Linked DNA regions of Mus musculus: regions 1 and 2 are each linked to region 3. A link is a contact called in public Hi-C and HiChIP or PLAC-seq data. All regions are on one chromosome and are shown on one strand. The core of a region is the stretch at or near the end of the contact, and the rest is flanking DNA. Distances in the headings are between cores, read along the strand shown. Region 1 overlaps Lrrc8c (leucine rich repeat containing 8 family, member C). Region 2 has its middle 6.7 kb from the start of Gm32230. Region 3 holds the start of 4930542N06Rik (a long non-coding RNA gene).

Region 1 (2,700 bases), core at 157-2,656, 150 kb before region 3:
GAGTGATTAATCAAAAAGCCATCTGTATTAAGAGAGTGCCTGAGAAGAGCAAAGGAGTCAGGCAGCAGGTATAAAACACAAGCCAAGGAGCAGGGAAGCCTGTGTAGTGCCTGTCACTGATGTTGACGGAATGCTTTCTTACATCTCTGCTCGGGGCCAAGGAAAGGGCCACTGTGCCCTGCCTGTCTGAACTTTATAAAGGCAGGACAGAACCGGCCCTGAATCTGGATTTCGACATTTCTACATCCTGCTGGGGTTTGAGAAATTCCCATTGCCCGGGGATTTTGTTAAATAGCTTTAGGGACGTCACCATGGCACCAGCCACACAAGCTCACTCTGCACATTTCAAGTGCACTTGTATTCAGAAAACCCTAGCAGAGTGGGGCTAAGTGGAGGGCTAATGCCCTTCTAATTAAGTTTGTTTCTATAGCATTGCATCATCCTAACTTCCTTTGGTGGATTTTTCTGGAATATGTTGTCATGCATTTTACATAATAAACTCTATCCGGGGTCATGCCCTCCCAAGGAAGAAAGACATACCATTTGTGCAATTAAGAAAATGGGCCTTCTTCATCCTCTTCACGCTGCTGAAGAAAAGCAGCTTGTTTATGGCTGATACTTTGAGTGTACACTGATGGCCTCCTCTGACACATGTAGTCTTTGGGACACATGGGAAGAGCCCGTGAGTGTAAAATAGTGTGTGCCTTCTCGTGTGTCTCCTTCATACAGACCTCCATTGGCCCTGCACAGAGGGACCATCTGCCCATCTGTGGCGCTACCCAGACACATGTTGATTCTGCATGACTATTTGAACATTGAAAACACAGATCAGCACAAGGGTTTGGCATTCTTCTCCTGGTCTTTGGGTCTGACTCACCTACAGGCTGTCTGCACCATGGCTACCGGGCTCTATGCCACTTGTTTGAGAGAGGGTCTTCTGTAGCTTTGAACCCACTAAGTAGCAACGGGTTAACCTTGAGCTTTTGGCCTTCCTGCTTCACCTCCCTCGTGCTGTGACGACTGGCATGCTTCACCATCCCCTGTTTATGCAGTGCTGGGGGCCAAATCTAGGACTGTGTTCATGGCATACAAGCACCCAACAAACCCAGCTACATTCTACTCCCAACACCGGCCTTCTCCCTCCTTTTTTAAATCCTGTCACTCAAACTAGAACCACGATTCAGGAGGTCAGTGTGCACACATGACCTGACCAATAGGAATCCCACCCTGTAAGTGCGCTGTGTTTCAAACACTCCTTATGTGGTTTTGATGATGTTTAGGGTACCTTATCCACCTCAACATATAAAAACCAAGTGTACAATTCAGATGTGTAAGACACGGCTGCTTATCCTGAAGACTTATCTCCCTCAACAGACACAAGTTTTCCTTCAAGGCTGACTGGTGCCTCGTGCTCATTATCAGTTCTAAGCAGTCACACAGGACCACACAGGGCAGGCCAGAAAGTCCAGGCCAAACCAGGCTGGGCCAGGCAGTCCATCTGGAAGGCCACAATCTTCCAAGGCAGAGGAAACTAGAGAAGCCCAGAGCCCCTGTCCTCCAGAGTATTAAAACTCAAATTTCCAGCTTACGTGTTTCTTAACTTCGGTAGGTTAGAGAAGCCCAGGAAGGCTAGGCTCTCCTCCTATTTCACATACCTCAACCCGAGTGCTAAATGGGCACAAGAAATGAGGCTGAGATAAACGGAACGATTCTATGGGGACAGATGTCATTGCCTTTCCAAGGGTAACGTCACCTTGTTTGCCAGACACTTTCTCACGAGTGTTCATGGAGAATGGTGAGGACCAGTCAACCCAGGTGGGCCAGGGAACGTAAGGCGATTTCCTTTCCCTCAGTCCTTCATTTACTTATTTGGCAGGGAATCCAATGGAAGGCCTTGTCCATCCAAGCAAGAGCCTCAAAAAAATCAAATAAAATGTAAACTTTCCAAACAAAGTAACATTACTCAGGGCACAAGAGCCTGGGGGAGGGAAACAGGAGATTGACAGGGCAGTAGAGTCACAGTAAGATCCCTTTAAGCAATTATTTTAAAATATTTATTTTATGTGCATGGGCGTTTTATTGGCATGCATGTCTGTGCACCATGTGCATGCCTGGTGCTCACTGAGACAGGAAGAAAGCAACGGAGTTACAGAGAGCTGTAGGGAATTGAACCCGAGTCTTTGAGAAGATCAGCTAGTGCTCTTAACTGCTGAGCCATCTCTCTAGACCCTTAATATATGAATCGTAACAAGAATCTCCTATTTGAAAATTCTCTTCTCTGCCCAGGGTTCCTGGGAATCGCTGCCTCCTGAGTGCAGGGCAGTGAGCCTGCTTTTATCTCACGCCAGCTCTTGATGAGTTTTCTCCTGTTGGACATGCTCAGTCAAGTCCATGTGCGAAGGGAGGGGCCCAGGTTCCCTAACCTCTAGCAGAAAGGCACAGCTCAGGAGACCAAGTCTGGAACTCACCAGGATACTCAAGTGTGAATGGGACAGAAAAGGAGAATGCTGAGTATCTGGCCATATATAGCTATATATGTATACACACATACACATATACATAAAACTTTGTGGTACAGGATAAATAATGGTCAGGTTAAGGTGGAACATCCCTTCTGAATTTAACACCACAAGAGTTCCTGCTCCCAAGTTTTCTTTCCACACAGTGAAGGTAAATGCAATCAAATGTGAAGACATTCAC
Region 2 (2,700 bases), core at 141-2,640, 220 kb before region 3:
TTCCATTACAAATGGTTGTAAGCCACCATGTGGTTGCTGGAAACTGTGCGTGCTCACACACTCAGAGGGCAACTTCCTGGAGGAGTCTGTTTTCTCCTTCCACCAAGTGGATCCTGGGGATTAAGTTCAGGCCTGGAGGCAAGTGCCCTTACTTGCCCCAGGCAACATCCATCTATCTATCTATCTATCTATCTATCTATCTATCTATCTATCTATCTATCTTTATTATTATTATTATTATTATTTATTGTTATTATTATTATTGGTTTTTGAGACAAGATTCCTCTTTGTAGTCCTGGCTCTCCTAGAACTTGCTCTGTAAATCAGGCTAGCCTCAAACTCAAAGATGTCTGCCTATTTCTGTCTCCTAAGTGCTGGGGTTAAAGGTGTGTAACATCATCATGAGGCTCATCGACTTTGATGTTAAGTAGAATGTATTTCTCACTAACACTGAACAGAAAGTAGAGGTTCCTGACACACCTGGTCTCCCATACTCACAACCTCCCCACCATTGACGACTTGCAACAGCCTTGTGTTTACAGGGCTAGCTTTTCCCACAGCCCACTCCTTTCTCACGAATCTGGGCTGTGGGTGCAGTATCTTTGAGCACTGGATCCTGAATCAGGCTCCCCACCCCCAGCCACCTAATATTCCAGGAAGTCATGAATCTACCATTTCTCCTTGACAAAGGATGTCAGCTGGACAGTAGGAGATGTGGGCAGAGAGATGGAAGCCAGGGCAGAGCTCAGAGAACGGTCTCCCAGACCAGACTATAAATTCTTTTCTTTTTTTAATTTTAAGATTTATTTATTTTATGTATGTGAGTACACTGTAGCTGTCTTCAGACACACCGGAGGGGGGCATTAAATCCCATTACAGATTTTTGTGAGCCACCAAGTGGTTGCTGGGAATTGAACTCAGGATCTCTGCAAGAGCAGTCAGTGCTCTTAACCGCTGAGCCATCTCTCCAGTCCCTGCTTATTTTCTTGAGAAGGTCTCTCCAGCCCACAATGGCCTCAGACTGTGTAGGCCAAGATGAACTTGACCGTAACCCCGCCCGCCTCTGCCTCCTGAGTGCTGGGGTCATAGGCTTGAGATGCTGGGGACTGAGGACCCCTGCATGCTAGGCAAGGCTCTCCCAGGTGAGCAACATCCCAGCCCCCAGGCCATGAATGTTTTTCTAGGATTTTCCCAGTCCTGGACTTCACCAGTGACTCTTTCCTTTTTCACTGGGGTTGACTCAGCCTGCCCCACAGACTTGTCTAAAAACTCCCATTTAATGTTGAGTCTAGAATTAATTCATCTGCCACCCCGCTGAGTCACAGGCATGATGAGCCTTGGTGGCTCATGAGATTTTAGACCCGCAGCCTGGCCCTGTGGTTGGCAGGAAGTAGCCCCAGCCAGACACTCCCACCTTAAGGCGGAGCTACATTCTCAGAGGCAGTGGGATGGAGGGTGGGTCATCAGCCTGGAGTTTGGAGCAACTAAAGAGGGAGGAAAGGCTCCCAGGGAAGATACAGTGGGACCCGGGCGGGTTCTCACCTCATTGTAGGGAGGTCATGTCTGGCTTGCACCTTAGTGACAGGAGGTGAGATCACTCATTGGCAGGGGATGACCTCATATCATCAGCCTTTGTGTTATTTGGGAGAGGAATGAGACTGTTTTGTTTCCCATATTTTTGTTCGAGAAACAATGGGACGGGGAACACCAAGATTAGTGTGCCAGGCAAGGTTCTCTCAGGTGAGCAACATCCCAGCCCCCAGCTAGGGAGGTGGGGAAATCCCCAGCTGGCGTTCTGTTCTCTGCCTTGAGAGTGAGCGAGCAGATCCTCCCCAGCAGCATAGTGCTCCCCAGTGGCAAGGTGCTCTCCAACAGCACGGTGCTCCGCTGGTTTTGCTGTTTGGCTCAGCTGCTCAGGACCACTCTCTTGTTTTCATGAACCTAAATGTTTTCATCTTTATAAGCTCTTTCCTCCAATAAAGAAAATAAAAATCTGATTTTACAACTATGTTGTTATAAGATGGACATAAATCAGGGTGGATTCATTATGTAAATAATAATAATCTTTTTTCTTGTTTTGAGTTGAGGGTCTTAAAAAAACCTATTTTTTGTTTGTGTTTATGAATGTATGTGTGCGCAGATGTGCGCACATGTGTGCCACATGGAAGTCAGAAGAGAGAGTAGAGTGTCTGTCACTCTTCTCCTATTCCTTTGAGACAGGTTCTCTCCCTGAGCCTGGGCCTTGTGTTTTCTTCCCTAGGCTGGAACCCAGCAGGTCCCAGCGAGCCTCTAGACTCTGCCACCCATGGAGCTGGGGCTCCAGGTATTTGAGACAGGCCTGGCTTGTTACATGGGTGTAGGGATACACACTCTAGTCAGCAAGCACTCTGAGTGCCTGAACACGCTCCAACCTCCTTGCTGGTGTTTTATGTAGTGAGGTCTGACCTTGAACTCCTTATATATGGTGTATATTACACAGTCAAGAATGACCTTGAACTCCTGATTGTTCTGCTTCTCGATACCTCCACAGTACTGGAATTCCTGGTGTGCTGCTACGGTTTATGTAGCACTGGGGCTCACACCCAGGCTGTGTGCACACTAAGCAATGTCTGTGTCAAGTGATTGACTTTGGTTGCCCCTCCCCCCTGCCCTTTTCAAAGTTGCTTTTGAAAACAAAGAACAAAATTTTGTTTGATGCCA
Region 3 (2,700 bases), core at 107-2,606:
CACATGACTATAAGCAACCTACGGACTTTGGGAAGTCAGTTGAGGACACGGATTACCGAGCCTCTTCCTTCTGACCTGTCAGCACCTGCAACCTAGGAGGAGGAACCACCGAGTCTTTAAATGGAAATCAGTTGACCCCTTCCAGCTCAAACGCTAAAATCACAGCTGTAGGCCAGTAAATACCCCAGAGCATAAAATGTCGACAGGAGGCTCCAGGGCAGGGGGCAAACGGCGGGGACCTGGTGTGGACCCCCTCGAGCGAGCGCCTTCACTTAAGGGGAGACCAGGGTGGAGAGGGAGGGCCTTTCCCTTCGGGGGCGGGGAGGGGGGTGGTGGATACACAGGTGCGTGTTCAGCCGTAGGGACAACGAAGGCACCGCCTGGGCGCGGCCGCCCCCTCCTCTCGCCCCATCTGACCCCAACATCCAGGAGAGGTGCCCGCAAGGGACCGCGCCCTCCTTCCCCCGGGGGCGTGGGAGCCGGGCGACCGCGGCTTAGCAGGTGACTGTGCCACCTGCCCGCAGCGGGAGACCCAGGTGAGGCGCCGCCAGGTAACAGCACCTGCCCTGCCGCCCCCACCTGCTGCTGCGCTCCCCCTTCCCCCGCCGTCCCCGCCTACCTTCGTGTCGGAGCCCCCAGGCCCGCGCTGCCCGGCCGGCCGGGGCGAGCCGAGCGGCCGGCGCCCGCACTCCGGCGGCTGCGGCTCAGCGGGAAGCCCCGGCGCTGCCCGGCTCGCCGCCCCGGAGCCGCTCCATTGTGACGCGGCGCGCGCGGCCGGCCAATGGGCGCGCGGCGGCGCGAACCGCTGACTAAGTTCGCGCGCGGAGGAGGAGCGGAGCGCGCGGGCTGCGCAGGCTGCGCAGGCGGGAGCCGGGGACGCGCAGCGCCGCCTCCGAGCCGCCCTTACCCGGATCGCTCCGCCACCCGGCCCGAGAGTCCACCCGGCCTTGGGACGAACCGCGGGGGCCGGTGACTCACCCTCCTGCTGCACACAAAGCGCAGCTGCCACCTCCCGGAGCCAACGCCATGCGGCCGCCCGGATGCACTCGCCCAGCCTGGCATCCGCGGTGCATGGCAGCCACACGCCTCGCCAGGAGCTGGGGCTGCATTCCAGAAACCCAGGAGCCGGGCCTTATGGCCGTTCCCCAGGCGCTCCACCCCAGCAGAAGACCCCTGCCTTCTCACGTGTGCACCCCTGAGAAACTTGTTATTGACACAACTTACTCTACCAGGAAGGGTGGGGTGTGCCGCGCAGAGCCTGCCTTAGTGAAGTCCCTTTAACGCTCTTTAAGTCGAGTGACTGGAAAGGTTGTAGGGCCCCTGGGAAGGAGGAGAAACTAAGCAGCTTCTGGGCCTCCAATACCATCTTTTTCTTTCCAGTGTCTTTATCTTCAGCGTGAGGTGACAAGATAGAGGGAGTACACATAATAGTATTTCATTGAGGATGGTCACCTGTCCCCCATCCACATTCTTCTCCTGTTAATGGCCCTGTATTTGAAGAGTAACAGTGTGCCTTGCAAGTTAAGCAAAAATTTAATCCAAATTCAGAACTCTGGGCTATTTAATAGTTCTATCCTCCTCCTCGAATCTTTAACTCCCCCACACCCTCCCTGTTCTGTTTTAAGCTCAGTCTTTGTCCAGGTTATTTCTAGCACAAGGATTCAATTCAGCAAGATTTGTATCTCTTAGTTGCTATGGTGTTCCCATCCCTAGGTAACAAAACACTCCCAGAGGAGTAAAAGAAGACAGCATTTGAGTCACCTGATCAGTTGGGCACCCAATACCTCCACACACTACGAAGGTGTGGAAGACTGCGCTGTATCCAGTAGCGACCAGTCATATCAGAACTCCAGCCCGAACTGCCCTGGAAGTCACTGCTATACCCGGTCCTTGTCCAATTCACTCTGAGTGGCAGTTGCATTGAGTCTGAAGCAAACATTGAAAACACTGTGAGGACTAACGGCTCCACAGCTAAGAGCACAGACTGTTCTTGCAGAAGACCAGAATTCTGTTCACAGCTGCCGACAACTCCAGCTCCAAACGTTCTGACACCCTCTTCTGGCCTCCAAAGGCATCCACACATATATGCACCTACATATATGTGCTCCCACACACATGTGCACCTACATATATGTGCTCCCCCGCACACGTGCACCCACATACGTGGCACACACACTGCACACACACACATCTTTTTTTTTTAATTCTTTCATTTGAACATACAACATATTGTCATTAAATTGTGTGTATGACCTTGTGTACACATTTGTAATTCTAGATGTAAGTATGGCCCTCAAACTGCTTACCACCTGGACAAAGAGGTGTTTGTTTTTTTATTTTCTTGTTAAGATTTGTATTTTTATGTGAGCATACTGTAGCTGTCTTCAGACACACCAGAAGAGGGCATCCAATCCTGTTAGAGATGATTTTGAGCCACCACGTGGTTGTTGGGAATTGAACTCAGGACCTCTGGAAAAGCAGTGTTCTTAACCACTGAACCATCTCTCCAGCCCCCAGACAAAGAGTTTTTTAAGTATCAGTTTGAGGGGGAAAAGTAAGTGCTGTAATAGAATCAGAGTATTCTAACATTATAAGCTGGACGTTTCTGATTTTTTTCTTGGCTTAATGTTTGAGAAGGGACATTTCCTCCTCCAAGACCCTAATAATGTTTTCTGTCACAACAACATGGCTGCTTGTGTG

Evidence for each region. Hi-C and Micro-C count contacts between places; a contact is called where the count stands out from the background. HiChIP or PLAC-seq counts read pairs in DNA pulled down with a chosen protein or histone mark.
Region 1: a Hi-C map of the G1E-ER4 cell line shows a contact between it and region 3, with 3 times the contacts expected there. The contact joins the enhancer-like site here to the promoter of 4930542N06Rik in region 3. A contact is called at or near these places in 8 of 39 promoter capture datasets (the 3T3-L1 cell line, the C10 cell line, embryonic stem cells and 5 more), 1 of 15 datasets of contacts at CTCF or cohesin (large pre-B cells), 6 of 484 Hi-C or Micro-C datasets (the G1E-ER4 cell line, erythroblasts, neural progenitor cells and 1 more), 7 of 115 datasets of contacts at active chromatin or transcription factors (bone marrow-derived macrophages, cardiomyocytes, double positive thymocytes and 4 more) and 2 of 9 other capture datasets (adipose tissue and liver).
Region 2: a contact with region 3 is called in a BATF HiChIP or PLAC-seq map of CD8 T cells, with 7 read pairs. The contact joins the enhancer-like site here to the promoter of 4930542N06Rik in region 3. A contact is called at or near these places in 12 of 39 promoter capture datasets (the C10 cell line, the HPC-7 cell line, cranial neural crest and 7 more), 3 of 15 datasets of contacts at CTCF or cohesin (CD8 T cells, embryonic stem cells and pro-B cells), 19 of 484 Hi-C or Micro-C datasets (the F1.1 cell line, bone marrow-derived macrophages, cerebral cortex and 9 more), 32 of 115 datasets of contacts at active chromatin or transcription factors (CD8 T cells, DN3 thymocytes, the HPC-7 cell line and 24 more) and 4 of 9 other capture datasets (adipose tissue, liver, macrophages and 1 more).

Annotation. Positions count from the first base shown.
Region 1 is chr5:105,564,672-105,567,371 of GRCm38.p6, reverse strand. All of the region lies in intron 2 of Lrrc8c (leucine rich repeat containing 8 family, member C), which reads right to left. Among named protein-coding and RNA genes, the nearest start is that of Lrrc8c, 47 kb to the right of the region's middle. Within about 2 kb of position 1,406, at least 29 of the 459 cell types and tissues checked have an H3K27ac peak or open chromatin away from gene starts, as enhancers often do. A contact at or near this core is called in the G1E-ER4 cell line, erythroblasts and fetal liver, where this site is marked.
Region 2 is chr5:105,635,766-105,638,465 of GRCm38.p6, reverse strand. No RefSeq gene overlaps it. Among named protein-coding and RNA genes, the nearest start is that of Gm32230, 6.7 kb to the left of the region's middle. Within about 2 kb of position 1,390, at least 94 of the 459 cell types and tissues checked have an H3K27ac peak or open chromatin away from gene starts, as enhancers often do. A contact at or near this core is called in CD8 T cells, the SCID.adh cell line, adipose tissue and 6 more, where this site is marked.
Region 3 is chr5:105,413,832-105,416,531 of GRCm38.p6, reverse strand. 4930542N06Rik (a long non-coding RNA gene) reads left to right here and starts at 1,356. Exons shown (of 2, transcript XR_389449.3): 1 at 1,356-2,280. Lrrc8b (leucine rich repeat containing 8 family, member B) reads right to left here and starts at 757. Exons shown (of 5, transcript NM_001033550.3): 1 at 620-757. Gm32051 (a long non-coding RNA gene) reads right to left here. Exons shown (of 2, transcript XR_389452.2): 2 at 2,610-2,700.